Regions from separate parts of the Mus musculus genome. Here region 1 is linked to region 2. A link is a contact called in public promoter capture Hi-C data. All regions are on one chromosome and are shown on one strand. The core of a region is the stretch at or near the end of the contact, and the rest is flanking DNA. Distances in the headings are between cores, read along the strand shown.

Region 1 (3,488 bases), core at 4-2,503, 740 kb after region 2:
TTTCCTGGGTTTTTCAGCTGAAGCACCTCTTCCTGTAGCTGACCCACTATTTCATATCTCAGTCTTCAAGCATTTAGTCACATCTCATACTTGAAGTGTGCCCATCTGTCTTGTCTTCACTATGTCTGAAGCTAGAATGTTCTGTTCCATTATCTACTCCCTCCCACCCTTAATCGTGAGTCCAGCTGTCTGTCTGAAACAACGCAGCAAGAAGTCGAGGATACCAATTGGTAAGCCGATCATCTTCAGCCCAGGGACATTCTGATACCTCCAGTTACAAGAGGAAATATGTGTGTTTCCTTTCTAAGAGCTGAAGGTTCCGTTCATAACTCTATGTTTTATTAACCAATTGCTTTTAATTATTTATTAACCAAACGCATTTAATGGTACAATCCATGTTTTCACTATGTAATATACTAGCTCAGCATTCATTCATTTATTATTCATTTATTATTTATTTAACTAGTGCGTGCGTGGAGACGTGTGTGCACGTGAGCATGTGCTGCAACTTAAGTGCGTGTCCACTTTAGTATCATGGGAGAGGTTAATGCTACAACAGAAAAAAGGATAGCAGAGAATTTGTCCACGGAGAATGAATGCCGCTGTATAGGATGTGGGGGTGGAGATGGCTAGATTAATAAAGCAATATTAGAAGTAACCTGGTCTTGGCTGTTCTCTATAGTACCTCATTGTAGTCTCCCCTCCCCCAGCCTGAAACCTGCTTGCTCTGGGGTGGAGCTTCCTGCTCATTCGTTCTGCCACACCCACTGCTGGAACCTGCCGCCTTGCTTTTCCGAAGCCATCACGTGCTCACCCTGCTACTGGACTCCGAGATTATTTGGCGGGAATCAGGTCCCCTCCCCCTTCCTTCATAACTGAGTGTTGCAACAGTAAAAATTGAGCTTTGATCAGAGTGACTTTTGACTTGGCTTCGTTCTTTCTTCCGCCCGTCTAGTTCTTCTCTTTCAGCCCGAGTTGCCATCTCAGTTGAACCGTTGGTTGCGAGCTGCGGGCTGGCCGCAACACCTCATAAAAGACAGACGTTATGTCAAGGGCTTTTGATATAGGCTGTAGCTATTTAAACGGGCATCATGGTTGAGTATGCTTTGTACACTCCATTCCCAGCCTGTACTACTATTTTGAAGACTGTGGAACTATTAGGAGATGTGGCCTGGAAGGTAGCTATAGGCTGTACCCACTGTACAACACTGAGAAGGGTTGTACTCACTGCTGGCTCTGACCGACCTCTTTCTGCTTCCTTGTTTACTGTAACGTGAGCAAGCCTATCACGCAGGCGCGCTGCCACAGCCTGAGGCATGACCCTGCAACAGTGAACCGAAATCTTCCTGAAGCATTGGCCAAAGTCTGTCTGTCAGATATTTTGCAAAAATGATCAATTCAAAGAAGTATTACATAAACACCTCATCAAATGATAGTGCTTATATAATGTGCCTGTTACAATTATTATGCTGGGCTACAGGATTTTCAGCAGTTTCTAAATTTCATGTGTTATATAGCTGGTGTTTAAGCAACCTTAGTAAGAAAAAAGCTTTAGCCTAGAAAGTCTAAATTATTGTAAGGGTTTTTGTATTTGAAAATTGCTTCAAGTATAAAAGTTTTATGAGCTTTGCTACAGCTCCAGAATTTTAAAAACAGAGACTTATGACCACGTGTTCCAACCAACTACCGACAAACGCACACGTAGGCAGATCAAGATTTGGTGAATGGAGAACTGATATTTAGTATATATTTTTGAACTTATAAGAAACTTTTAGAATAATGAGAAATTTATGTGGGTATTTTCATTTCTGTGTTAACAATTTTTTGTTTGACTTTGTGAGGCGGTGGCAACTCCTGACCATTCTATGTCTCTGATATGGTTTTCTTGGGCTTTTATGCTATCTAGTTCACTGACAGGACCCTGTGTGGGGACAGTGCATACTTCTAAAGTCTGTGATAACACACACGACTGTGACCCTGTGAATGCTTTGAAAGACAGTCTCCTCGAGATCTTGTCTCCGAAACCTCTTTGACAGTTGCTGATGTCTACAGACAGCAGACTGGTCTTGTAAGATCACTTTCCAGCCAGTGAGGATACAGAAGTGTCCTGTCTCAGTCACCAGCTTCCACTGGGAAAGTCATTACCAAATGCAACCTGGTCCACAAGACTCACTAAAGACCCACTTCCCGGTGGCAGGAAGAAAAGGAATGTGCTCCTGCATAATCTCTTCCTGGGCCGCTCAGCCTTGTCATCTCTGCCTCACTTGGCCCACTATGTGCTAATAGTTTTCAAACAGCTCCTTCGAATCTTTTTTTTTTTTTTTTTTTTTTTTTTGGTTTTACGAGACAGGGTTTCTCTGTGTAGCCCTGGCTGTCCTGGAACTCACTCTGTAGACCAGGCTGGCCTCGAGCTCCTTCTAATCTTATATACTGGAGGAAATTTCTATAATCTGTGCCTATAAGTAATTTCTTGCCCGTAACAGTGTCAAGTGTACTGTGAGATAAAAGGGCACAGAAGCTGGGATGAGAAGACTTGAGCCCTAAAACTTTTCACCTAGAAACCTTAGGTGTTCTACTTTCTTAAACTTAACTATTAGGGTGACTCGGAGAAGCAAATAAAATGCTTCTCAAACTGCATTTAAATATATATATACACGCACACACACACACACATATATATGTAACATCCAGATTTTCCAGTTTTGTTGAGTATAGGATATTGTAGTAGGATCTAATGATTTTTTTTTCAATTTCCTCAGTTTCTGATGTTATGTCTCCCCTTTCATTTCTCATTTTGTTAATTTGGATACTGTCTCTGTGCCCTCTGGTTAGTCTGACTCAGGGTTTATCTATCTTGTTGATTTTCTCAAAGAACCAGCTCCTGGTTTGGTTGATTCTTTATATAGTTCTTTTTGTTTCTATTTGGTTGATTTCAGCCCTGAGTTTGATTATTTCCTTCTGTCTACTCCTCTTGGGTATATTTGCTTCTTTTTGTTCTAGAGCTTTCAGGTGTGCTGTCAAGCTGCTAGTGTAAGCTCTCTTTGGAGGCACTCAGAGCTATGAGTTTTCCTCTTAGCACTGCTTTGATTTTGTCCCATAAGTTTGGGTATGTTGTACCTTCACTTTCATTAGATTCTAAAAAGTCTTTAATTTCTTCCTTTATTTCTTCCTTGACAAAGTTATCATTGAGTAAAGTGTTGTTTAGCTTCCATGTGTATGTGGGTTTTCTGTTGTTTTTGTTGTTATTGAAGACCAGCCTTAGTTCATGGTGATCTGATAGGATGCATGGGGTTATGTTAATCTTTTTGTATCTGTTGAGGCCTGTTTTGTGACTATGGTCAGTTTTGGAGAAGGTACCATGAGGTGCTGAGGAGAAGGTATATTCTTTTGTTCTTGGATGAAATGTTTTATAGATATCTGTTAAATCCATTTGGTTCATAACTTCTGTTAGTTTCAATGTGTCTGTGTTTAGTTTGTATTTCCATGAT
Region 2 (3,623 bases), core at 1,121-3,620:
AATAGCAAGATGTTTACCTACTCCCAACTTATCATCACATAGTTTCCAATTACAATTATAAACGAAAATGCAGAAACAATAGAGAAACTTTAGAGACATTAAAATGATCGTTATTAGTAATAGAATAGATTGTCCACACCATTTACCTCCTGCTACAACACTCTGACATGAATGCAAACTAATGGTGTAGTAGTATTCCCACTGGAAGTGAAGCACTTGACATGAAAAGAAGTCAGAAAAACTAAATTAATGAATATCCGGTTTGTTTGATTGTTTGGTTTTTTTTTTGTTTGTTTGTTTGTTTTTTGAGACAGGATTTCTCTATGTAAGTAGCTATGGCTGTCCTGGAACTTGTTCTGTTGACCAGACTGTCCCAGAACTCAAGAGATGTGCCTGCCTCTGGCTCAGAGTGCTGAAATAAAAGGTATGTGCCAATACAGATTTTTTTAAGATTTATTTTTATTACTTTTAATGTGTGTGTGTGTGTGTGTGTGTGTGTGTGCTGCCTAACCTGGGTGCTGTGACTCAAACACAGGTCCTCCAGAGGAGCAGCCCATGCTTTTAATTGCTGGGGCATCTATCCAGTCTCAGCATTAACATCTCCTAAGAATACAAAGATTGTAAACGCTGAGGTTGATGGCATGGCTCAAGGGTTAAGAGCAAAGAAACTCACAGCCACTTGTAACTCCAGTTCCAGGAGATTCAAAGTCACCCTCTGTTCTCTGTGGTCACCTGTTCTCACGTGCACACTTCCTCCCCTCAAACATGTAAAAATAATAAAAATACTACTACTAAGCAACCCTTTTTCCACACTCGGAGGGAGGCTGAAACACAACGAATGAAATGTGTGCTGTTGGTTTTTCTTTTCTTTTTCCTTTTTTTTCTTATGAAAGACATTACCTAGGCTTGGAGTGATAAACCAGGGTTGTAATTCCATCTTTAGGTAGAGGCTGAAAGATTAGGAGTTCAGTGCCATCTTTGGCCAGCCTAAGATACTTGAGACTGCTTCAACAAAACAACGAACCAAAATAAAGTTGATTGATAGTGGGTTTTTAAAAATGTGTTTTTATTGATGTTTGTTTTGTTTTCTTTTTAGACAGGGCTCTTATATTGCAAGCTGGCCTCCCGTCCCTGCCTTCTGCATCACCCTGCTGGAAAATATTTTCTAGCTATATAAAATAAAAGTCTCCAGATATTTATTTATTTTGTTTTTTTGAGACAGGGTTTTTCTGTATAGCCCTGGCTGTCCTGGAACTCACTTTGTAGACCAGATTGACCTCGAACTCAGAAATCCGCCTGCCTCTGCCTCCCGAGTACTGGGATTAAAGGCGTGTGCCACCACGCTCGGCTCAGATATATTTTTTTAAATAAAAATATTTCTAACGTTGTATTTACAATTGGGATTTAAAATCCACCCACCACTAGGTCAGGTTCCATGCCCACTCCTTTGATTTATCTGTTGCCCTCCCTCCACTTAATACTTAAGATCATAACCTGATAGTTGTTAGAATGAGCCGAGCAACTGGAGTCCCCCAAGCCACCTTAGCCTTTCCTAACGCTAAGTCTCATAATCTTCCTAGTAGGAATGAAGATATTCTAAAGAAGCTCTTGTGCTCCTCTTTTTGATAAGACTCCAAGAAACTGGAACTTCTCCAGGAATTACATGCTGGGTGAAAGAAGGCTGAAGCCTGCCTGGTTCCAGCCAGAGGGACAGCTTTCTCTCACACATAGATTTCACACCACCTTGCAGGAGAGGCTAAAGTTGAAACCATGATGGAAAAGGTATCACACCTTGACCGAGGCTGCTTAGTTATGCACAGCAGTTGAACCAAACGTCATGTTCGGACTCTGATGATGAACTTGGTCGGAGGATGGGGGGGTCAATTGCCTCCTTTTGTTCCTTTTCCTTTTTTTTTTTTTTTTTTTTTTTTTTTTTTGGTGTTTTTGAGACAGGGTTTCTCTGTGTAGTCCTGGCTGTCCTGGAACTCACTTTGTAGACCAGGCTGGCCTCGAACTCAGAAATCCGCCTGCCTCTGCCTCCCGAGTGCTGGGATTAAAGGCATGCGCCACCACGCCCGGCTTTGTTCCTTTTCCTAAGGTGGGTTTTTCCTTCCCCGACTTTTAAGAATTCCTGTCTGTGTGGGCTACAGAGGACAGGTGCCCAAGCCTGTCCTCCTTAGGATTATTAGCTACTTAGGACTATTAGGAACTAGGCTCTGACCTTAGCTCTTCCAATACCAGTTTCAGTTGACACAGTAGCAACTTCTCCAGGGAACCGCCTCTATGGTTTCTGCGCACGCGCGCTCTCTGCTTTTTTTTTTTTTTTTTTTTCCCCCTACAGTTTTCGTCCCAGCCCACGGAACAAGCCGCAAGAGGAAAGGCTATTGGTGGAGAGCGCAGCCAATGGGCGAGCCTGTTACTAGCCTGCGCCGTGTGCGGCGTAGGAGCGGCGCTTGAGGCCTGGAAGCGTTCCGCGGCCTGCCGGGTCAGCACCATGAGCTCCATCGGCACTGGGGTGAGTCTCTCCGCGCCGTCTCTTCCAGTTCGGGGTTGAAGGCAGTGAGGAAGCCCGGCTGCGGCTCGGAGGGCCGCTGGATCCCCGGCGCTGCCCGAGTCCTGGGGACCCGCGGCCTCTGTCTCGGTGACCCCGGCTCCCGCGGCGGTTCGGGCCGGTCCTGTCCGCCCCCGTGCAGCGACAGCCCCGGGTGCTGAGTCACTTTAGTCTCATGCTTAAGGAAACTGAAAGTGGAGACTCGCGGGCCTGCCGCAGTGCGAGCTCCCCGGCTCGACCCTCGAACGGCCCCTTGCAAGCCCCTGCTGGTCGCAATGCCTCGGCCGGATCGCCGAGTGCGTCGTGCGGCCGCCGCCGGCCCATGCAGGTGCTGCGGAGCTGTGTGCTGCGGTGCTGCTGACTCACAGGCCTGCCCGGGCTTCCCGGACGGAACCTAGTTAGTGGACGTTCCCTGGAAACGGGACACCACCTAGAAGAAAGGCTGGATCTCATGAGTCCTTGCCTTTCCTTTGCGTTCTGCTTTTCGCGAACAAGCTATTTTAAGCGAGTCTGTAAGCATTTAAAGGGTTATCTATGGGCCTAAGCGCCTCCGATTTGTAAGGAGTATTGAGGATTTGCGAGCTGGACTTTAATTTGTTGGGGCTAAATACACCCAGTGTGTGCAGCGATTTACCCCACCTTTCCTTTGTCTCCATATAGAACTACTTAACAGTCTCGATTATTTGCAGTAGAGGTAATGAATGAATAATGCGTTTCTTGGTTATCCTTGTTTCCCCCATTATTTTGATGCTCACCAAGTGTGGTGCACCCCTTTAATCCTAGCACTTGGGAGGTAGAGGTAGGAGGATCTCTGAGTTCGAGGCCAGCCTGGTCTACTTAATGAGTTCCAGGACAGCCAGGACTATGTAAAGAGACCCTGTCTTTAAAACAAAACACGCGCGCGCGCACACACACACACACACACACACACACAAACAAAATAAGATTTGCTGCTCAGAATTAAACTCGCATACTGTGTTCTTATGCTTAGAATTAAGTGGTTACAAGATATTAATACTATGTAATACTTTTGGGATAAGTGCTCAATAATATGTCTCAGCAAATTGGCTTT

Evidence for each region. Promoter capture Hi-C pulls out the DNA fragments that hold promoters and counts their contacts.
Region 1: a promoter capture Hi-C map of liver shows a contact between it and region 2, with 4 times the contacts expected there. The contact joins the enhancer-like site here to the promoter of Psma3 in region 2. A contact is called at or near these places in 1 of 39 promoter capture datasets (liver), 1 of 15 datasets of contacts at CTCF or cohesin (embryonic stem cells), 1 of 484 Hi-C or Micro-C datasets (the G1E-ER4 cell line) and 3 of 115 datasets of contacts at active chromatin or transcription factors (embryonic forebrain, embryonic stem cells and extraembryonic endoderm stem cells).

The regions. Positions count from the first base shown.
Region 1 is chr12:71,717,833-71,721,320 of GRCm38.p6, forward strand. 9630002D21Rik (a long non-coding RNA gene) reads left to right here. Exons shown (of 3, transcript XR_872814.1): 3 at 1-757. Among named protein-coding and RNA genes, the nearest start is that of Gm46356, 90 kb to the left of the region's middle. Within about 2 kb of position 1,254, at least 10 of the 459 cell types and tissues checked have an H3K27ac peak or open chromatin away from gene starts, as enhancers often do. A contact at or near this core is called in liver, where this site is marked.
Region 2 is chr12:70,972,253-70,975,875 of GRCm38.p6, forward strand. It overlaps Psma3 (proteasome subunit alpha 3), which reads left to right and starts at 2,371. Exons shown (of 11, transcript NM_011184.5): 1 at 2,371-2,515. The coding sequence starts at 2,495.